2 separate regions of the Gossypium hirsutum genome follow, and region 2 is linked to region 1. Evidence: chromatin contacts called from public Hi-C data. All regions are on one chromosome and are shown on one strand. Each heading gives the region's core, a stretch centred on a gene start, on an enhancer-like site or on the middle of the called end of the contact. The rest is flanking DNA. Distances are from core to core; before and after follow the strand shown.

The links. A called contact is a pair of places that touch in the nucleus more often than the background predicts.
Region 2: a contact with region 1 is called in a Hi-C map of leaf, with 2.4 times the contacts expected there. The contact joins the promoter of LOC107888772 here to the promoter of LOC107888802 in region 1. A contact is called at or near these places in 15 of 34 Hi-C or Micro-C datasets (callus, fibers, hypocotyl and 2 more).

The regions. Positions count from the first base shown.
Region 1 is chrA11:109,253,395-109,259,486 of Gossypium_hirsutum_v2.1, forward strand. It overlaps LOC107888802 (DNA damage-repair/toleration protein DRT102), which reads right to left and starts at 4,109. Exons shown (of 1, transcript XM_016813032.2): 1 at 2,748-4,109. The coding sequence starts at 3,816. The coding sequence ends at 2,890. It overlaps LOC107888796 (zeta-carotene desaturase, chloroplastic/chromoplastic), which reads left to right. Exons shown (of 14, transcript XM_016813020.2): 8 at 91-178; 9 at 388-430; 10 at 521-677; 11 at 822-950; 12 at 1,260-1,332; 13 at 1,836-2,000; 14 at 2,214-2,529. The coding sequence ends at 2,375.
Region 2 is chrA11:109,394,414-109,399,863 of Gossypium_hirsutum_v2.1, forward strand. LOC107888772 reads right to left here and starts at 2,207. Exons shown (of 6, transcript XM_016812977.2): 1 at 1,372-2,207; 2 at 537-639. The coding sequence starts at 2,046. LOC107888763 (40S ribosomal protein S24-1) reads left to right here and starts at 3,194. Exons shown (of 5, transcript XM_016812966.2): 1 at 3,194-3,515; 2 at 3,918-3,959; 3 at 4,066-4,236; 4 at 5,228-5,314; 5 at 5,429-5,450. The coding sequence starts at 3,444.

The sequences.
Region 1 (6,092 bases), core at 2,859-5,358:
ATTCAGGGGTAGATAATGGTTCACTTATAGGTTTCTTCTATGAAGAATTGACTTAGTTCTCTTGTTTAATAACTTTATTTGCTAAAACAGGTTCCATATGAGGTGGGGATGCAGAGAGATACTTTATGATAAATTCGCTGATAGAGAGATATATGTCACGGGACTTGCCATGTCTAAAGTAAATCACCTCTAATGTTGCTTCATCTAAACATTGTAAATTTAGTTGCAATTCATGCTTTTGATTAGAACAGTTACATAGAATGAGCTTGTGTAAGGATTGGCATGTTAGTATCGGTTGTATGATATGCAAAAAAGTTTAAATGCAAACTGAATTTCTTAAAAATATTAAGATTTTGATTTCTCATTTTCCTTTTCATTTTATTGCAGGCTACAAACCAGAAAATTGTAAAAGCTGATGCTTACGTTGCTGGTCTGTAGTCGGATCTTCAGAAAGTTTCCACTTTTAACTTTTTGTTTTACTGAAAATGATCCTTTATCATTGTTTCTCTATTGATGGCAGCATGTGATGTCCCCGGAATAAAAAGATTGCTTCCATCAGAGTGGAGGGAATTGCAATTTTTTAATAACATTTACGAGTTAGTAGGAGTGCCAGTTGTTACCGTGCAACTTAGATACAACGGCTGGGTGACAGAGTTGCGGGATCTGGAGCAGTCAAGGTATTTCTTTTATCTTATTCTTTACTGTGGTTGTGAATAAAGCGAGTTTAACAACCTAATAAAAGCATCCCGCTTTGTTTCTTTAGAACTAACAAGTTGCTTATTTTGCTTCACTTCAACGGTTGTCCTTAAACTCATTAAAAGGAAACTGAGGCAAGCTGTTGGCCTTGATAATCTCCTGTACACTCCGGATGCAGATTTCTCCTGCTTTGCAGACTTAGCTCTCACTTCTCCAGAAGATTACTACATCGAGGGACAAGGTTCATTGCTCCAGTGAGGACATGCTTTTTCTTAGTGTTATTGCTGTGTATATTTTACATCGTGCAAGGATTTTTCTCTTTTCGCTGCATATTGCCATGTTTTGCTGTTTTGGACTTAAAAGAAGGGGAAAAAAAATATGATTTCAGTCTTCAATATCTATATACTATTTTGATAATTTATATTATGTTGATTGTTGGATTTGGATTTGGACAGAAATTTGATGACCTGTACATAGGAGCTTCTGTATTTCTATAATTCTGTTGAGATTTCATCTGCTTCTGTTTTGACCGAGTTATTGCTTGTTTGGATGGTGTCTTTCAGATGTGTCTTGACACCAGGTGACCCTTACATGCCATTGCCGAATGATGAAATCATAAAGAGAGTAGCGAAGCAGGTTAGACTTCTTAGGAACCCTTCTTCTTAACTTCATTGCAATTTTCAGTGGAGCAAAATGCTTGTCTGAGTCCATTTCCACTTTCTGAACAGCTCAGATGTCTTTGGGTCCACTAGTTTCTATAACATGCTTTTGGTTGAATGCTTAAACTCTTCTTCATAGGCACACAAATTGATGTTGGTGTCAAAAGCTGTGACTTGCTCATATGTGCATTAGGGCCTATTGTTTGATTAGCCGTGACCAAGTCACTATAATATTAAAGTAATTGCAGACATGGAGAATTGAGAAAAGAATTTAGCATTGCTCATGTAGTCACATTTTTTTTTTACCATCAATATCAGCAAGTTTAGTGAAGTATTCATGTATTAACAAATACGGTCAGGGACTAGGTGATGAATCTTGTGCGGGTTTAATGGCTTGTGATTACTGTTATTTTTTATTAAGTTTATTGAAATGTCACTCTCATGATCATCACATCTTTAATAACCCTGTTTTCTTGACAGGTTTTGGCTTTATTCCCATCATCCCAAGGTTTAGAAATTACTTGGTCATCTGTTGTCAAAATCGGGCAATCTCTATATCGCGAAGGACCTGGAAAAGATCCATTCAGACCTGATCAGAAGACACCAATAAAGAACTTCTTTCTTGCTGGATCTTATACAAAGCAGGTAACTTCTACTTTTCTTTTTCCATCTTCGAAATGTTCGGTTACCAAACACCAATTACATCTTTTCCCTTCACCCGATCTGGAAATATCCAAATGTATGAAATTAAGACCCTTTGTTAGTTTTGTTTCAAATTACAACACAGTAGTTGACAATGATTTAAACCTTTTGAAAAGGGGAATAGTATAAATTTTCCATGGTATGACTGGTGTGCAGGATTATATAGATAGTATGGAAGGAGCAACTTTGTCTGGCAGGCAAGCATCAGCCTACATATGTGATGCTGGGGAAGAGTTAGTGGCCCTGCAAAAGAAACTCGCTGCAATTGAATCTCATCAACAGTTGGAAACTTCTTCTGATGAATTAAGCCTTGTATAAATAGTTCATTTATATATACACTAGTATACCCAAACCTCCTCAAATGGCTGACTGGTGGTTATGGCTGGAATATGTTTTTTAATTATTGTAGCATTTATGTAACCAAAGCTACAAGAAAAATATAGAAAAAAAAGACTCCTATCTTTATCTGTGACACTGACTGCAATGATTTTAGAGTTGAAATTAGTTTAATTTTCAAATCATTGGGAAGCAAAAGAAATTCAGGAATAAGATCAAAACTATGGTATAGAGATAAACTTTATAGCAACCACAAAAGTCATTTGCCTCTAGCAGACCTTGTCCTTAATTTGGCCTCGGACAAGCATAAAACAGAGAATCAGCATGCAACAATTTAATACCAAAACATTTATGTAATTGTAATTTAATACCATCAACTTTATTACTGAAACACAAGCTCAGTTATCACACACAACAACAGAAACCACATATTTTACACAAGACACATACACACTATGAGATACATGACACAGATTGCATACGTCAAAATATTCTTTCAAGCAGAGCCATTAGCCAATTCCTTCTCAATGGCAATTTTAGCAGTTTCAAGATCTTCATCAAAGAACATATCCCACTTCCCATCCCATTTGAGGAAAAACTCAGTATCTTCGTAGTATTTCACCCTATGAACATCCCCAGCTGGAATGAACAAGTAGTCCCCGTCACCCAAATCATATCTTTCCTTTTTACTCAAATTCCAAACACTTTTTTTCCCTTTCATCACCAGCAAGCAATGCCCGAAAGTATGGTGATGGGCTGGTTCTACACTCCCAGCCTTAAATTTAATAATAGCCGATGTGGGACTTTCTCTCAATATCTTCATTGACCCACCAGGGATTATATCGATTGGATTCAGTTCTCTGTTCTTAACCAAGCAACAAACAGCACAGGTTTCTGCTTGGGTGTTCTCAGAAGCACCGATTTTAGGCATTTCATTCATCGATTCATCGAAAAAATTTGAGATTTCCTCCGGCCAAGGCTGGGACTTAGAGGCCGGACACGGCGCTTTAAAAGGAGTGTTGAGCCAAGTGTCGACGATTTCCTTAGCGGTATCGGCGGACGTTGACATGCCGGAGAGTGCCAAGACGTTGCAGTTATTGATGGAGCGATTGTTGCGAGCTTCGTCCGGAGTGAGACATGTGGTGGCGAACACGCCGGGGAATTTGTTGGCGAAGATCCCGACTCCGACGCCCGTTCCGCAAGCAAGGAGGCCACGGGTCTCCAAGGAGGGCGAGGTGGTGGCGGAAGATACTCGACGGCCGACTTCAGCACCGATGTTGTAGTAGGAGGTGATTCCGAGATCTTCGACTTCTATGTTGAGGGAGCGGAGGTGGGATACCATGGCGTCTTTTAGCTCGGCGCCAAAAGAATCAGCTCCGGCGATGACTTTTAGGGGGGAAGACGCGGTGGCGGAATCGGCCATGATGCGGCTGTGGGAGGTAGAGAGTAACTACAGTGAGCTTAAGAAGAAAGTTGAGGAAATTAAGGGGCTATTGCCAATAGATCTCACTTCAAATAGATAGAACCTTAAATGAATTTATGACATTTTCTTAAAATATAATTTATCTGATTCATATTCAGCTACAAATATTAAATATCCACGTGTACAAGAAACAAATCTATAAAATATCTATTCTACTAAATAATAATTTTCAATAAATTATTAAAATAGTTATTTTTATTTGTACGTGAAATCATAATTTTAAACGAAAATTTTAGATTAAATTCTGTAATTGGTCCTTATATTTTTTTATTTTGAGTAATTTAATTTTTCTTATATTCTTTTAATTTTTTTTCTTTTTTTTATTCTCTTCTTCTCTCTTTATTTTTCTCCCTTCTCTGTTTCTTTTAATGTAATTTTTCTATATTTTCTATTTGTTTAAAACTAGTTCACAAGCTTGCCTCACTCAAATAAAATTAAATTGTTCAAAAAAATAAAAATATAAGGATTGATTTTAAACAAATGGAAAATATAGAAAAATTACGTTAAAAAATATATAGGATGGAGGAAAACAGAGGAAGAAGCGGAAGAAAATGAAAAAAAAAAGTTAAAAGAATATAAAAGAAAAAAATAAATTGCTCAAAACGAAAAATATAGGGATCAATTGTACAAATTAACTTAAAATTTTTGTTTGAAATGATGATTTAACGTGCCATGTTAGCTTACCGTTACACCGTTAACGGTAATTAACGGCTCAGTGATTAAAATGTTACAATACGATAACGTAAGTAACTAAAATGTAATATTTTAAATATAAATAATTAAAATGTAACTTGAGGTAAATAAAAGTGACTATTTTAATAATTAAACCTATTTTAAATATACTAAAGTTAAAAGAAAAATGAGTTTTTTTTTTAAACCAAGAAAAATGAAGGGAGTTGGATAATGTAAAAATATTTTCTATGAAGAGTTCTCAACAAATAAATAAAGAAATAATATATTTTATCATTCTCAAACTCACGTACTCCTACATTAATAACAATCTCCATATTAATTGGGTTAAAGAATCAATCTATGAAGAGCTTTATACAAAGAGGTTACAACAAATCAATAGTGTAAGCACCACCTCAACTCGATGAGCCAATAGGCTCAACCCCAGAGAAAAAGCTCAAAGGCAGAACAAACCAAAACTTTAACCTTAGGAAATAATTCTGAAGCGAGCAACACCATCCGCACATCAAGTGGATTAGACGAATGAGGGCCAATTGAGTAACGCCATAAGCACAGTCATGAACAACAACCAGAACCACTATTTCGAAGCAAAACAGATACATGTTAGAAGCAAAGACCTTCCTCGTATCATCAGGAAACCGGGCCGCCCAAAGGCAAAGGTGTCGACTACTGAAGCTAAACAACTCCACGACAACGCAATGATTCCAGCAGCAGATCACATACTCTCCTGACTGGACGGACTTTCCCTGATCGGAAAAAAACAACAGATGCAAACAACAAACCACCAAAAACACAGAAATAGTAAATAAAACCACCATAATGGTAGACACTGAAGGCGGCGGCAAAAACCCTGTCCAAACAGATGAGGTAGACCCTCAGCAAAATTCGGCGAGCCTCAATCGGTGACTGGTCGACAACAAAGCACGAAGAAGCCGAGGGGAAGTCATAAAAGAATCGGCTCATAAAGCCTGGAGAAAGGAAGCCACCGCTGTTTCTTTTTTGTTCGTAACTAGGGCATTCATCGCCGACAGCAAGGACTAATTCTCTTGTTGCGAGACTTTCCGAACAAATAAATGATTGCTCATGAAATATGTTCTATTCCCGTGAGTAAAGATCAAACCCCGACAACATGATTAAAACATAACACCAGATTATGTAATTTCTATTACCTTATAATATTATCAATTGCATCTTACCATTTACCTTTCAAGTTCTACGTTCATCCTTTACTTATTTCTCTTTATCCATCTTTTTTACCATATTTCTTTTAGCCTATTATTATTGTTGATTGAGAATCAACATAATTATTATTTTTGGCGATTGAATTTTTTTTTTATGGATTTTTGAATGAGCACTTGTGCTGGTGTTTGAAGATAGTGAAGAAGATAAAATTGTTGAAAGCAAAGATTGCAAGCTTTTTGAGAGAAAAAAATTCATTTGTTGAGTTTTGGAGATATTTCAATAGGATTCAGGTCAAGTAATTTAATATATTGGTAAATCTTTTTGTTAGCTTTCAAGTGCATCTT
Region 2 (5,450 bases), core at 957-3,456, 140 kb after region 1:
GACATGTTTAAGAAAAATAAGAGAATACACCACTTAGAACCAGGGCACCTTCTACATGTCATAAGTATTGCTACAGTAAAACAAAAAGAAGAAAGCAGTCATATGCCCACTTCTTGCATCCGAAATATCATTTAACCATGAACAAAATGTAATGAATGGCTTCTATGCGCATTTCAATCAAACTAAATCATTAAATAGGGTAAAAAGCTTATGCCCTTTCTTGTCATAATTGTATGTCAAAAATTTTATTAGCTCTCATGCAGTTGCTATTTACTAAAGCAGATTTCAGAATAACAAATATGATAGTTATGCTATAGAGCTATAAGACTTGTGCATGGCCTCTTGGGTTATTATATTTTCTTTATGACTAGGCTAATACTCGGAGATAGTGCAAAAATGATAGCTACAACAGTTAAAAAGGAATAGCATTTTCATCTATCTTCACTTCCCAACTGTAATCTACATAATGCATAGAACACCACCACTATCTCCAGTAAGACTCTAATTAACTATAGACAGATCTTAGAATGCTTTACCTGTCAACACAAAGCTCAGACCCTCAGAGGTAGAGGTATCAGCAACTTCAGCAATCCGATTAAGATCCCTTTGAAGAGACCGTCCCATACCCAACAACCCAACCTAATAATAAAAACAAAGAGACTACAAATGAACAAATGGTAATTGAATTCCATCAGTAATGGCAACCATCACAATTCTGTGTCCATCTCTCTTCCTTGTCTAGCTCATTTCACATGACAATTATTCATACAAAATTAAGTCTTGACACTTTATTACAAAAAGGAATTCATATTAAAGTCAGCTTTAAAGATTCTACCAGAATTCACATTTAAGCAACCCTCCTCCATAGACACCCGATTTTGTCAGGGTCATTCTCAAGTCTCACTTTGATTTCTCCTAATTTGGATTGGTCCATTCTTTTGTGTCTTTTGTCTAGCATGCCGGATGTTACAACTTCTCTGTATATCACATTTATTTCACATTCAATCTATTCAGTTGAATTTCGACATGTTGATTAACCGTGTATTTATCCATACATCTGAACACCACTACTTCATATCTTACTTCAACACATCTGATCGGTAGCATTCTCACTCTGAAATTGGATATTAATTTATTGATATGCATCAATGATGCAAAAAACAAAGGAACAAATCCTTAAAACATAGTATTTCTTTTTATCTAAAAACTAGCTTCACCATCATTACAAGGAGATCAGCATGCTTTTTTATGATTAAAGAAAGCAGTTGATTCATTAATGTTAAACATCATTCAAGGACTTTATCACCTATGCAAACATACTTAAAGCAAAAGAATAACTAAAAAGCAATAAAAGAAAATCCAAAAGCTTACCTGAAGCTTAATAACACTAGTCCTTTCGCTAGTAGTGAGCACACTACTCTCAGACCGATCCGAAAGGAACCCGGAGACCAAAACAAAGGCAGCAAACCCAACCAAAATCAAGAAAAAACTCGAGCCGGCACCAACACCTACCCCAACTGCAGGCCCCATGTAAAACCCACCACCTCCGAATGGAGCAGGCGCATAATAAGGAGCCGAATACGAAGAAAACCTCGACCCTCCATTTCTAGGCACCGAATAACTCCTCGAAGATGAAGAACTCGAAGAAAAAGACCTTCCTCCCATCCTCCCACCTGATGCAGCCAATGCTACGTTATTAGGATCATACATTAGCAACAAACCCAATAAAACCGCGGCTATAGCGGGCTTTTTTAACGCGTTCAAAGCTTTTAACATTGTTTGAGAAATAATCTCGAATGGGTTTTTGTCATTTGAGCTGGAACTCAACTGGTTGTTGGAGCCCAAACTCGAGCTCGTCAAATGTTTCCTCTGCTCCGACGAGAAGAAGCATTTAACAGTGAACTTTGCCGAACGTTGACCGTTGAAAGCCAAAGTTCCAGTGAAATGAGATAGGCGAGGAGGAGAAGGAAGAGGCAAATGAAGGGGGAAATAGTGTTTCAAGTTCAAAGTGTTGGATTGGAGCAAAGAAGAAGTAGAAGTTGCCATGGTGAATGGAGAGAGATTATGAGCTTTGGGTGCGGAGATATTTTTTTGAAGAATGAGGGAAGGTGAGATCAAGAAATGATTTGGTTTTGCGGGGAATGAGTTTGGGTGAATGTGATGGTGAAATTTGAGGGAGTTGTGGCCATGATAAGAGAAGGCCGATAGTGTCATTTTGAACCTCTCATCTTCATTTGTAAATTCCCATTCAAAAGTTTTAGGTCTAATTTTGTCTTCAACCCCTCTTCTCTTTAATAATTGAAGCTTTGTCAAAATGCATCCATAAAAAATAATGAGGGTTTTCGTTGCTAAATAAACCAATAATTAAAAATAATAATCATATTTATCTATACTATTATTTAAGTCTTTAATTGAATGTTGGTATCACGAATCAACTGGACACCAACTCGATTAAAGAAATTAGAAAATGTCCTTCTATAATTAAAATAAATTATATTATTCAAGGGCGTTTTAATTTTTTTATTTAAAAGAATCAATAAAAAAACTAGGTACGATTGAATTTAAATCTATACTAATTACATTGATAATATATTATTTTTATCACTAAATCAAAGCTTTATTTTAATAAGATATTAACATTTTTATTTTATTATATATTTTTTATTACTTTCATCAATTAAATACATAATTTTTACACACATGCCCCTGTAATAAAATTTTTAATTAGTACATCATTACTAAGATCACAATCATATTTCAAGATATAGTGAAAAAATTCATGAAAAATTTTAACTAGATTTAGAGTTAAATAAATTTTACAAGGGTATAATATTCTTCCAATCCCTGTACTATTTAGATTTTTTAAAAATTAGTCTCTTTGCTTTTAACCAAAAGAATTTAGTCCCTTTACTTATTTGCTTTTAAAATTAATTTCTAAAAATTTTGAATATATGTTATAATTGTACTTTAATTTTTAAGTCAAACATTTAAATTTTAAAATACCACATATTCAAAATTAACAAAAGTTTATTAACAGTGTCATACCGATTGCAATTTAGTTTTTAAATAAGATAAAAAAAGAACTAAATTCTTAAAATTAAAAGCAGAAGGATTAAAGTTTTAAAACTTTGAAGAGTAAAAGGACAACGAGGCAGAATTAACCCTTTTAAGGGCAGACTCAAGTATTTACTATAGCCATTTGTAGAACTTAACGTTAAAAAAGGGAAGCCCCATTTAAAACCCAAGATGCAAAAACTAAAAAAGCCCAAATTCAAAACCTAAAATAAACCCTAATCAGTGATAAGTCGATTCCATAGGAAACCCTATAAAAACTTGTTTTTTCGCTATTGCTATTCTCTCTCCTTGAACTGCTGCCGCTGTTTGTAACTTTTGGTGCTTCCAGTGCGTCGAAACCAAGAAAAGAGGAAGATATTTGCTTAACCATGGCGGACAAGGCAGTGACTATTAGGACAAGGAAGTTCATGACGAACAGGCTCCTTTCCAGGAAACAATTCGTAAGCTCCATTTCCATTTTTTTCCCGCTCATTTCTTCGTTAACCAAACAATGGGCAACGTTAAATTTTAAGGCTCGGAGCTTATTTCTTTCGTAATCTTTCACATTATTTTCCATTACCTGCTTTCAGTAAGGTTTAGTTCGGCTGTAGATCTGCTCAAAGAAAGAAAATAGAAGAAAATGAGAGAAAATAAGTATTTGTTTTTTGTTAGTTTGCTTGTAGGATGCTTAATTTAGGTCTTTCCTTGATTTGTCATTTGGAAACAAGTGACTTTTTTTTTCTTACTATGAAGCCTGCAATAAAATAAAATTGCTCTTTTGGGAAACTGAAGGTCAGATGAGCTTATATATGTTTGAAATTGTTAACTTGGAAGATGAAACTTGTTATTTACTTGTTTTGTAGATCATTGATGTTTTGCATCCTGGGAGGCCCAATGTTTCTAAGGTAAATGTTTAATGATTCTCAATAACATTGTTTTATTGTCTTAACTTCCAGAAAATTGGACTGCTTGTGTTAACATATCTTTGATTTGTCGATCCTGTATTGTTAGGCGGAGTTGAAGGAGAAGCTTGCTAGAATGTATGAGGTGAAGGACCCAAATTCGATCTTTGTGTTCAAGTTCAGGACTCATTTTGGAGGTGGTAAATCTACTGGATTTGGTTTGATATATGATTCTGTCGAGAACGCAAAGAAGTATGAGCCCAAATACAGACTGATCAGGGTAATTTCTGATGTGTTTTATTTACATTTTCTCTGGATTTGTTAGTGGTGTGTCTGTTTTATTAGTAACTGCATACTGAAGTATTTTTCTCCACATAGTTTTGTTTTTGGTATTCTCAAAAAAGCAATGTTGTGATACTAGTGAGCACGGAGGCAATGTTGCCTTTTAAAAGTAACAAGATGGACTTGGAAGTAGAGCCTTTTTTATAATTTGTACTTGAGTACTGCATGGTTATGAAGAAGACGAGTGGGGGTGATTTGCATTTTAGGTTACTTATTGTAGCATTTACGTCAGTGTAGGTCATAAGCATTTTAATTTCATCAAATTGCATCATTGAATTTCTATTATTAATAAATTAAGTTGTACTAATTCTCATGAAAATGTTGGCTCAAAGAACATGTGGGAAAGCATGAAATCCCGACCTTGGTTTTGTTTAGAGAATAAGTTACTTATGCATGTTAAGATGGCTTTTAAATTAAAATTATTTAATTGAGTTTGCATAAGTAATCTAATATATTAATAATAGGAGTTCAGTGATATAACGTGATGGAATTAAAGGGTTGAGACTTGTATGATAGTTTATGTTTGTTTAGTGATCTGAATGTGAATTACCCTATAATGTATTATGTGACTATGCTGCTTTGACTTTTCACACCTATATCTGACACATACTTGAATATGGATATGAAGGCATGACCTTCGAAAGTCCTTCAAAATTTATAAAAAAATTGAATATACTTTGTATTTGATACTCACTCCTTAGTCCAAGCAACATAGTTATGCAAGGCATTGAACCAGGGCTTTCATCTTTATGTCAGCATAACTATGTAATGTTACTTTAACCTTCTGGGTTTTCTTGCAGTTATTTTCTTTTGATTCCCTATCACATACTTATTGTCTTTTCATTGTTATTAATTCCGTTTGAATTGGTTTCTTTTAAGGGCATCAAAGGTACAATGCAAGACACTAATTATTTGTGTTACTATTTCAGAATGGACTCGACACCAAGGTGGAGAAATCAAGGAAGCAAATGAAGGAAAGGAAGAACAGGGCTAAGAAGATCCGTGGAGTAAAGAAGGTAAGATTAAATTATTTCTTTGTTCTCATGTTAGTTTACCTGAACTGATTTCACTTCCGAAAAATTTGATGATCGATGAGGGTCAATTTTCTGACCATTTTGCTTGTTCTGTAGACCAAGGCCAGTGAAGCAGCAA